Linked DNA regions of Cricetulus griseus: region 2 is linked to region 1. A link is a contact called in public Hi-C data. All regions are on one chromosome and are shown on one strand. The core of a region is the stretch at or near the end of the contact, and the rest is flanking DNA. Distances in the headings are between cores, read along the strand shown.

Region 1 (5,218 bases), core at 907-3,406:
AGGAGATTCAGAGGAATAAAAGGAAGTAGACACATAAAGAGATGCGAATGTAGGTGTTTTAAGCAGGATTAAGGTTTCAAATGAAAGCAGATGGAAGCAGAGGGTAGCAACATGTGTCACAGAGTTACAAAGTACTGAGGCTGAAAAGAATGCGCACAGACTAAATCAGGATAAAACCAGATAAACAGGCAAAATGATCTCTTTACCTTTGAACACAAATAAGCAAAGTGTACAAAATTAAACACCAGTTTCCTGTAAAGGATTTTTTTTTTAAATTACCCTCAATAGGAGTTCACTTAAAGCATTTCCCACTGTGGATAAAAGGCTAACTTGCCAATTATAATGATACTCTATGACACTAGAAAGTGAAAGAAAGTTATAAAGTAGACATCCCAGTACAGTGAGCAACACTTAGCTCCAAACAGGGGGAATTAAACGGTATTTTCTATCCCTTCTTTTTTCCTGCTATGAGGGAAGTGTGTGAGTTGTGGCGTTTGACAAAGTCTTAATCTACTATTGTGCAGGAAAGGCTTCTATGCACACGCACTTGCTAGCTTGTGACACTCTGTCACAAAACGACTATGTGACAAGTCTACTGACAGGATTAATGTTCAGACGGTGTGAGCCCATCAGCCACAGATTGTCTGTCACACCACCAAACTAAAAACTACAGCATCGTGCCCAGAAACTTTGGATCCCCAATTTTAAAAACAGAAAATCTGTACTAGGTGAGACGAGATGTCATTGGCTTTAATTTCAATGGACTGTCTGTCCCAAGATCTACAGTTTTACACAATGAGCACAGGCGGTCCAAAACCCAAGGAGCTGCAGAACGACATCCTTTCAACAGAGAGAAATTAGAAACAGCCCACAACAGTTACTTTGGGGGGGATGGGGTTTTTTTTGGTTTTTGGTTTTTTTTTTTTTTTTTACATAAAAATGCCTTCTAGGAATCCTAATTTCACCACCTACCCAAAGTGGCAAAACCAAATAAAAATTCAAAGTACTCACACGTGTCTGAACCAAGTTGCATCTGAACTTAATTTTATTCGCTATTTTGTCTCTTTCTCCTGCTGTCTGAGACAAGAAGTGAAACCTTGAAAAGAAAAGCAGCCATGCATTCGCTGAAACATTGGCTCAGAGAAGCCTCCTCTTCTAAAGCCTCGCCGCTCCAAATGTCTACGGGTTTTAAGCCCAAACACCAGGGAGTCCTGCCCAGGCGAGATGCCAGCAGCACTTGGGGGCTATAGGGGGAGGAGGATTCGAGCAGCAGGGCTCAGAGAACCGTGCAAAGACTTTGCATGAGTATTGTAATCATTGAAAAGCCAAGAAGGGGTGAGACACGGGGAGCCTCCAACATCTCAGTGGGTGTGGAACCCCTCCAAAGCCCTAATGACAGCAATAGGAGAGGCCATTTTCCCCCAAGTAAAATGGTGTTGGAAAGTGAGCCAGAATTCACAACTACTCAAACACAGCGAGCTACCTCACCTGGAGGGTGTCCATCTCTCACAGGGCGGGTCCCCATCCCTAACGGGTCTGTCTCCTAGGGAGAGTCCCCACTTGGGCTGGGGTGAGAGGCGCTCTGAAAGCCCCAAGTGCAAGACATTAAGGCACAGTCAGAATCCAGGTGTGCCGAACTCAGGTGCGCCCCGCGCAGCCCAGGTGAGCGTGGGGTCTGCGGGAACCCTCGGCGCCCACCCCAGCCGAGCTGGTCGCGGCGGGCTCGGGTCTCGTGGCCCCCGGTCGCGCGGAGCGGGCTCGGGGACGCGCTGGGGCGGCAGCGCCCTCGCACACCTGGCCGCCGCCACCAGTTGCAAAGGTTCCAAGTGAACCACGGTGGCCGCTGAGCCTGGCACCGCTCGGCTCCCCGCTCACACAGGCGCTTACGGGAAATCGAGAGGGAGCCCATGCCGCGGGAATCCCACCCTGGGACCCGCACCGGTGTCCGAGGGGCTCTTACCTTGGATCCGCCCTCCGAGCCGCCGCGCTCCTCACGGAGTGCCGCGACCTACCCAGAAACGAGGTGGCCGGTGGCCGAGGGAGAAAGACCCCCGAGGTGGAGCGCTCGCCGCGCCCCGCTTCAGAGACGCCGCCGGGGCTTGCCCCGAGCTCCGTGCCCCGCGAGCCCGCCTCGCCCGCCGCCCGGGCAATGTGTGCGAGCCGCTCGCTCTCGGCCAGAGCCAGCGCGCCCCGCGCATGCCCAGCAGCGAGCCGGGAACGCGCGATGCCCCGTGCGGCCAGGAGAGGGCTCCGGTTGCTGGTCTTGAGGACAGTTGAGTCTCTAGTGGCCCCTAGGGTTATGGACTGGGTCCCTCCGAGATCCCCGGTAAGGTGGGCACCACACTCAGCAGGGGGACCCGGGATCCCCAGCCTCAGGCTAGTGTCTACAATTCCCCGGGTGAACTGACCTGAGCCTGCAGAGCACCGCCCGGGACAGGGGCGATGCCCCCAGCAGGAGAGAGCGCACAGGTGACTGGGACTAGGTCGTGAGACACACCTGATGACCACTATCAATCTAGGAGTTACTGCCCTACCCACCTACCAGCGGGAGGTATTCTCCTGGCCTCTGACCTGTGTCCCTTGGTCTCTTCTTTTCCAACTCCTCAACCCAAGCGGTGTTTAAGTGGTACCCAAGAGCTTCGTTGGTTTACAGAGGCTCCAAACACCAGTCCCTGGATATGGCCAGCAAGCCCAGACCCGTCTCACAAGGCGCCTTGGATCCCACTTTTCATGGGAGCTCCTGCCAAGAGCCTGGTGTATTTTCGAGTATGTGAGACTCTTTAGTCCAGGAAAACTGCTCACCACTTCAGTGCTCGCCGGCTCAATCACGGAGCCACACAATGAGAATCTGCCAGTCTTCTCTCCTGAACCAAGCATTTTCTTACCCTTTACAATCCTTCCTTGTCACAGCTACGCCCCCAGATACACCGGCCCTTCTAACTTCAAGTCAATTGACTTCCAGAAGCCAAGAAAGACTATTAAATGAAACTTGGCTTAAATAGCTGGGCCTACCTGCTTTGTGAGGCAAGCAAAAGCACATTCAACCCGACTTACCAGGCCAAGATGGGGGGATGAAAGGGGTAGTGATAGGTCTTATGACTAAGTTCAGTCTCCTGCCTTCATCGAGTCTTTTGTCCAACATTTCCAACAGACTAGCATCTACCTGGGCACGTCTGATGCTGGAAATAGCGGGGTTTGCTCGATAACTAGGATTGTTTACTTTGATGATCTACCTCAGGAACTACGAAACTTCCTTACATCATCCCTAACCCTTAAAATAAGTCGCCATTTTAGAAAATTGGGGAAATGGTATTCAGAATTTTCTTTCTTTTTGCCAGAGCTAATAGTGACATCAGAATTCAAACCCAGGCCTGCCTACCCCACGGCTTACACAAAGAGCTTTCTGAACTCAAACCTACTGGTCTCCTGTAGACCAGTCCCGACCTACCCGGAAGACTTACACGAGATTAATCTTACTCCTTACAGATACTGCAAGCCTTGAAATAGTAGATGCAGATTAATAAATAACCAACACAGGCGTTGAGACTTGTCCTCCGAAGTTTTGTTCTTTCACTGGTCCGCAAATGGCAGAGCAATCTGTCAAAACCACTCTTTACCTTCTCTTAAATGAGCTTGTGGTGTTTATTCTCTCAAATTGTGCTCGTCTGCACACACACACACACACACACACACACACACACACACATACACACACTAGGTAGGGAAGTAAGTAAGTCACTAAAATGATCAGTGAGCCCTTTGATCCAAGCAACCCTTCCAGCAAGACATCCCAAACCTGTATTAGGTTGTCTTTTGGCAAGCAGACTGCCTGGAGTCAAATAAAGCACCTCTATGTTACATGAACTGAAATTAAACTGCATTTTCCACCTTAATGCATCCTGTACCTCTGTATCGTTAAATCTTCATCTTCCCTTTAAATTTTATCTAGCACCATAAACTTAAAATATCTATAAATTTGATGAATATGCCTTCTTTGTTTCATTTAAGCAATTTGGCTTATATTTTTGCTAAGATTCAATGTCATATTTTCTGGTTTAAATTTTTATCACATTTCTATTTAGTCTCCTCTCTCTCTCTCTCTCTCTCTCTCTCTCTCTCTCTCTCTCTCTCTGTGTGTGTGTGTGTGTGTGTGTGTGTGTGTGTGTGTGTGTGTGTGTGTCATAGACACTTGTAGAAATTAGAAGGAAACCTGCAGGAGTCTATTCTCTGAATTCACTATGTAAGCTCCAGGGACTAAACTCAGGATATGAAGACTGCAGTAGGTTCTGTTACCCACTGAGCCATCGTAACAGCCTGAATTCAGCTCCTATGTTGCCATATATGTCTTTACCATTTGAAGACCTCACTTACTGCTAGGCATGTTTGGCACATGCCTGTAATCATAGCACTTAGAAGACACAGCCAGGAAGACTAGGAGTTCAAAGCTATCTTTTGTTAGGTAGCAACTTCAAGGTTAGCCCATGCTACACAAGGTCCTCTATCTTAAAATCAGAAGAAAAAAAAAAAAACCTCACATGTCAATGTTGGCATATGGAAAAAAAAATCATGTAGGACAGAATAGACATAAATATATAGAATACATGACCATCCCAAACGTGGATTGAAGTACAAAACTCCAAGCATAGATTGAGCCTACATCTGGGTATTAAAGCTAATACAGAAAATTGTGTTGATGTTCAAAATGGAAGAAAGCATTTTAAATATTCTCATCACAAAGACACTATATATATGAAGTGATATATATGCTAAACACTGGATTCAGTTAATACATAAAATATACTTCTACCAAAATATTAAAACTACCCCACAAATGCTAAGAACACAGGTCTTTCCCTTTCTTTCTTCCTTTCTTTCTTTCTTCCTTTCTTCTTTTTTTCTTTCTTTCACTTTGTTTTTGCTACAAAAAGAAATGGCAGAAATTGGCCTTTTCCTTAGTGTATAAATTTTTAATGGTAGAATTTTATCTGGGGATTTTAATCAGAAGTAGTCTTCAAACTTTTTCAAACGAGCCTCCAGACCCTATAACCTGATACAGGAAGGTCATTTAAGGATGACTGTGTGTAGACCTATAGTCTTTCCACCTGTGTGCACAAATATGCATGTGTGCGAGCATGTGTTTGTATGTTTGTGCGTTTGCAGTATGGTTGTTTTGAACTTGGCTTTAAGCATGCTTGGCAAATGTTTTGCACTTGAGCTG
Region 2 (5,218 bases), core at 1,118-3,617, 200 kb before region 1:
CAGCCAAAGTTATCCCATTTGCTGGGGGGTGGGGGTGGGGTGGAGCATATCACTAGTATGGTCTGCTTGGAAAGAGCTGTGTGTTGAGAACAAAATTTAACTGGAGAGTCCGCTTGCCTTGTTCTTTCCTGCACAGAAACGGCCCTTCCTAATGGCACCGAAGGGAGAGGGTGTGATGATTCATGTGGACCAGCCAAGCTCACCCCCTGCCCATTTCGTAAACCCCCTGAGCTAAGTGTAACATGTCTTTCTTAGGACTGCCAGCTCCCAAATAATGACACGGGGACTACTTATTGATTATGAAAGCTTGGTCTTAGCTTAGGCTTGTTCCCAATTAGATCTTAAAATTTAACCCATTTATATTAATCTGTGTCCTGCCACATGGCTCTTTACTTCTCCTCGGTAACATATGACCGACTTCTGTATCTCACTGGCAAATCCCCTGCCTCTCAGATTCTTCCCAGAATTCCCATTTCTGCCTGGAAATCCCAGCGATCCTCTCCTGCCTAGCCATTGGCTGTTCACCAACTTATTAAACCAAACAGAAGGTGCCTTAGGCAGATGAGGTAAAACAGTAAGACATCTTCACACAGTGTGATCAAATATCCCGCAACAGCTAAGAGCAGCTTCTCTGTTTTCAAATGTTAGGCGGACTGCAGACACAGCCGAGCAGTCTAATGCTTGGATGGTACACGCAAATCCCTGAGTTCTCCCTTCACAAAAATGAGTTGAAAGGATTGGGGAAAGTTAGGTAGTATTTCACATGGCATTGGCCACTCACAGACATAGTGGCACACACCAACCAGCCAGCACTCAGGAGGCTGAGGCAGAAGGACTTAGATATGAGGCTAGCTTTGACTGTACAATAAGACCCAGACCTCCAAGGAAAAAAACTTAAAGACTATTTCCGGTGAAATACTATATATCAATCATGTGAAATTCAAACTTCAGTGCTCATGGTGTTCTGTTGGATCACAGTCCACATTTATTTGTGTATTATCTATGACTGCCATGGAAACTGAATAGCTGTAATATCTAAAATTACTAAAATACCTACCCTGCCTTTTCCAGAAAATATACATATAAACAAAGGTTACCCATGGCAACAACAACAGAAGCACTCAGTTAACCGCCCACTGGTGCTTAGAAGTAACAAACCGGTTCTTATCTACTAGCTGTAAACAGTAGCTTTCTCTAGGGGTGAGGAAAAAAAAAATTCAGGTACACCCCTAGTGTGTGAGAGACAGGCTGCTTCATCCCGTCTCTCCTTTTGAAATGTCCAGTTCTTCCTTGTTCCCCAAGCAGGCTATTCAATTACTGTCACTCCTTTATGAGACCTCCCCATCCCCAGACTTTCAACTCCTTCCTGCCTGCCTCCAAGTGTCCCCGCCCCCCCTCCAGCTAACCACAATGCCTCTACAGTTTTCTTTCTTCACCTTTTCCTCCCCTCTCCCCCAGGAATACTGTTAGTTCCACCAGCAAGTGTTCTTTCTCCCTGGAATGAACAAATCTGAGAACGCGCTATTTCAAAACTAATAAAGCACTATCCAAGTCAATCGGCTTTCTACCAGCGGTGATATTTCACGACCTTAAGGCCATTTAAGCTGAGCTTGCTTTCTGGGCTGTTTCAGTGAGAAGGCCAGTGCAAATTGCTCAAGGGTAGAGAACAAATCTTTCCCCCTACGTTTGCATCTGGAGGGGGGGGCGGGGAATAGGGAGTACAATGTCGGGTCTGTTCTCGAGCCTGCTCCCTTTATGGGGAAGACTTACACAGATCACAGTGTGATCAATAACATGCTTCTTGTCCTTGGCCCTAAATGATGGCCCCATCTTTCCATGACAAGCACGTGAAACATTTTAGCACCAGAAATAAAGCCCCACACAGCAGCGTTTGTTTATAAGGCGGTTCAGAGGACACGAGCATCTGGTGGCAGGGTGCCCTCTTTAGGCAGTAAGCTGGCAGAACCTGAATTGGTCAGACAACACGGATCTGATCTAACCAAACAATTTTTCCCCTGAACTTTTTGTTTACATCCACCCTCCATTCTTTCTTCGCTCCACACTGAGATGTGTAAAGTTCCCGAGTATCTTCTCAACAAGACACAAATATATAAATGAGAATTTCAGAGGGAGACAGTTTAGAATAGCGGAGTCAGACAAAACAAAAGGGTTTTTTGTCGCGCGTGGGAATCAAGATTCGCTAGACCCAGCACAGGTTAAAAAGGTTTATTCAGAGATAACACTTACATACGAGGCAGGCGGCTGACATAGGCTCTGGGCTCCAAGGATCCTCCTAGGTCTGTCCCCAGGTCAGCAGCCAGAGAGGAAGCCACGCCTTCCCTAGTCAGCCTAAAACCTACCCTCCGGTGAGCACCTGTGACCACTCCCAAATAGGCGTGGTCAGCGCCACAGGTGCGTAGTTAGGTCTCTCACTACAGGTTTTCTCATTAAACAAGGAAACTGACTGTAACGCCAGATTGTTACTTCCTAGCACCCGGACGCTGGTGTGAATTAGTATCAACAAGTTACTTATTCCCTTAGACTCCGAGTCTTGCTATCAACCAAAAAAGCCTCTGCCAGTTCCGTGGTCCTGCTTGGGAGCTGTGAGGAGACCACTGGCAGTCTAGTGGCTTCCCTCCTTTTACATCCATTTATACTTTTTAGCAGATGACATATTCAGAGTGGCTGTATTGGAATATGAACATGGAAAAGCAATACTGTGATTAGCATGTGAGCAGAGCCAGCATGGCTTATGAGCCTTTCCAGACAAGCCAGGCTATCTAATTTGACACACCCATCGTGCTGCATATTTGCTATTCTGCCCAGTTCTGCGCAGTTTATCATGGAAGGGTTACTTTGTTGACATATTCCTTGAAGGAAACCATAAGGGAAGCCAGCAAGCATAGCGTCTTCACAGCCTGTGTGCCTGGAGCAAGAGCCTTTGAGTGCTTCATGCTGCCTGTAAGTGGCAGATGATCTTAGGTGCCAAATAGACGGTGGGTCTAGTTGACGTGATGGCATTGTTATCTCTGTAAATCTTACCATGTGTTTGCACCTGCTATTTATATACAATCTACTTATATAGATGCAAATTCTGCTTAAGACTGTTGGGTTTTGCTCTTTGCAATCCATTTCTCTATGCTACCTGAATATAAACTTGAGCCCCAAACCCTCTAAAGTTTTGCTAGAATATTCTATCCAGAGTGGATTGTAGAGTCTTTGCAAGTTTGAGGGGTGAACCAGATACTCGAGAAGGGCCTGATTTGGGAGCCAGCCTCACAGTTAACAAAGGAACAAATCATTCTTACAACTTACTGGAAACCAAAGGAAGTTGACCTTGAAGGCTCCCTACTGATGGCTGTGCAGCTAACTAAAAGGAAAGAAAGGTACCATGCACTTCAATCAAGTTCCCTAAGAATGCTGGGTCATGAATGGCACTGTAGTGCTGGCCCATTCCAAGGGAAAGGTGGATCTTTGCACGCTGGTGACAGTAACAATCTGTAGGATGCTTTGACACATGAATGTGACCTCTTGGGAATTTCCCAGGAAAGCTCATTGGTATCTAGATGAGGGACAAGTGGTTCCACTAGCATGGAACTGGGCTGGAAGAGAGCTCCAAGTAGCAACAGGAGTTTCCAAAATTCACTGGCCCGGCCTGAGGTAGCTTCTAAATGGCAGAGGCAGGATGTCAACCTGAGTCGACATACGCTCTTGTTCTTAGCTACTAGAGCTAAGAGCTAGTAGATACGGGTTAACCTCTGTCTCCATATTTTGAGGCTTTGTACAATTACAATTTCCCTTCAGGACCTGATTTGTACACGCAGGTGCTCAGAGATGGAAAGGGAAAGGTGGTGAAGAGGAGTAGAAAGTAGTCCCACCTCGATCTGCAATGGTCGCTCGGGCCACGCTAAGCGTAGATGAAGTGACTAATACGTGGTCGTTGGCATTTCTCCCCTACAGGCTGACGAGGCCCAGGATGTGATGCACTTTAACTACACGGCCTGGCCCGATCACGGTGTGCCTCCTGCAAATGCTGCCGAAAGCATCCTGCAGTTTGTATACATGGTCCGACAGCAAGCCACCAAGAGCAAAGGGCCCATGATCATCCACTGCAGGTAATCTGGCATTTCCTGCTGATTCCCTTCTCGACACTGTGACAAAAATATTTGACAATAGCTGCTCGAGAAGGTTGCCTTAGTTCAAGGGTTCAACCTGTCTCAGTGGGACATCGTGGTGGTAAGGGCTTAAGGAAGCCACAGGCAGGAGGCAGACAACGATGAATACTGGCGTGACCAGCGTTCTTGGTCTTATTCAAGCAGGGGCCGCTGTCCATGCAGTGTGGTGCTTGTCTTCAGGTCTGGTCTTCCCACCCGAGTCAACCTGTCTAGGAATGCCAGGACTTTGTCTCTAGGCCAGTGGTTCTTAACCTGTGAGTTGTGACCCCTTTGGGGGTTGAACAACCCTTCCACAGGATTGGATATCATATATCCTGCATATCATATACTTACATTAGAATTCATAATAGTAGCAAAATTACAGTTAGGAAGCAGCAATGAAACAATTTTATGGTTTTAAAGGGTCTCAGTATTATCAAGGTTGAGAACTATTGTCCTAGGTGAATCTGGATCCTGTTGACAACAATATTAATCATCACACAAACAATGGTTCTATAACACCTTGATCAGATTTAGTCATAAATTATGATTTTTTAAATCTGAACTTAATTGTTTTACTGCTTACTTATCATATTAGTTTGTAACTATAGCCTGTGGGAAATATTTTTTTAACTTGCTCTTTTATGAGATAGAATCTTACTTTGTAGCCCAGGCTAGCCTTAAACTTGCACTCATTCTCTTGCCTCAACTTCCTAAGTGCTGGGATCATAGGCATGTACGACTATGTTCAGGTTAAAATACATGCTATTGTCCCCATTTTGAAAGCAAAAGAACATGAGAACAGATAGATGCCAAGATTTACAAAAGTTCATTCAACTAGAGCAAAGAAATTAAGATTCAAATCTAGACATATGGGTCTCCAAAGGACGAGTACCATGTGACATCACCATTGAAATCCACAGTGGATATAGTGCAATAAATATTACTAGTTCAAATTTACAAAGCTTCTCATGGCTCAAAACAGTCTAAAAAGACTTAAGAGAAAGCAGGAGAAAGAAAACATAGAAGTATTTGGTATATGGATAAATGTGGTTACACTTCAG

Evidence for each region. Hi-C and Micro-C count contacts between places; a contact is called where the count stands out from the background.
Region 2: a Hi-C map of the CHL-YN cell line shows a contact between it and region 1, with 4 times the contacts expected there. The contact joins the enhancer-like site here to the promoter of Eps8 in region 1. A contact is called at or near these places in 3 of 8 Hi-C or Micro-C datasets (the CHK-Q cell line, the CHL-YN cell line and the CHO-K1 cell line).

Annotation. Positions count from the first base shown.
Region 1 is chr8:11,379,417-11,384,634 of CriGri-PICRH-1.0, reverse strand. It overlaps Eps8 (epidermal growth factor receptor kinase substrate 8), which reads right to left and starts at 2,156. Exons shown (of 22, transcript XM_027429928.2): 1 at 1,961-2,156. It also overlaps the pseudogene LOC100751844.
Region 2 is chr8:11,578,655-11,583,872 of CriGri-PICRH-1.0, reverse strand. It overlaps Ptpro (receptor-type tyrosine-protein phosphatase O), which reads left to right. Exons shown (of 26, transcript XM_035448717.1): 24 at 3,961-4,115. Among named protein-coding and RNA genes, the nearest start is that of Ptpro, 190 kb to the left of the region's middle. Within about 2 kb of position 2,367, at least 1 of the 6 cell types and tissues checked has open chromatin away from gene starts, as enhancers often do.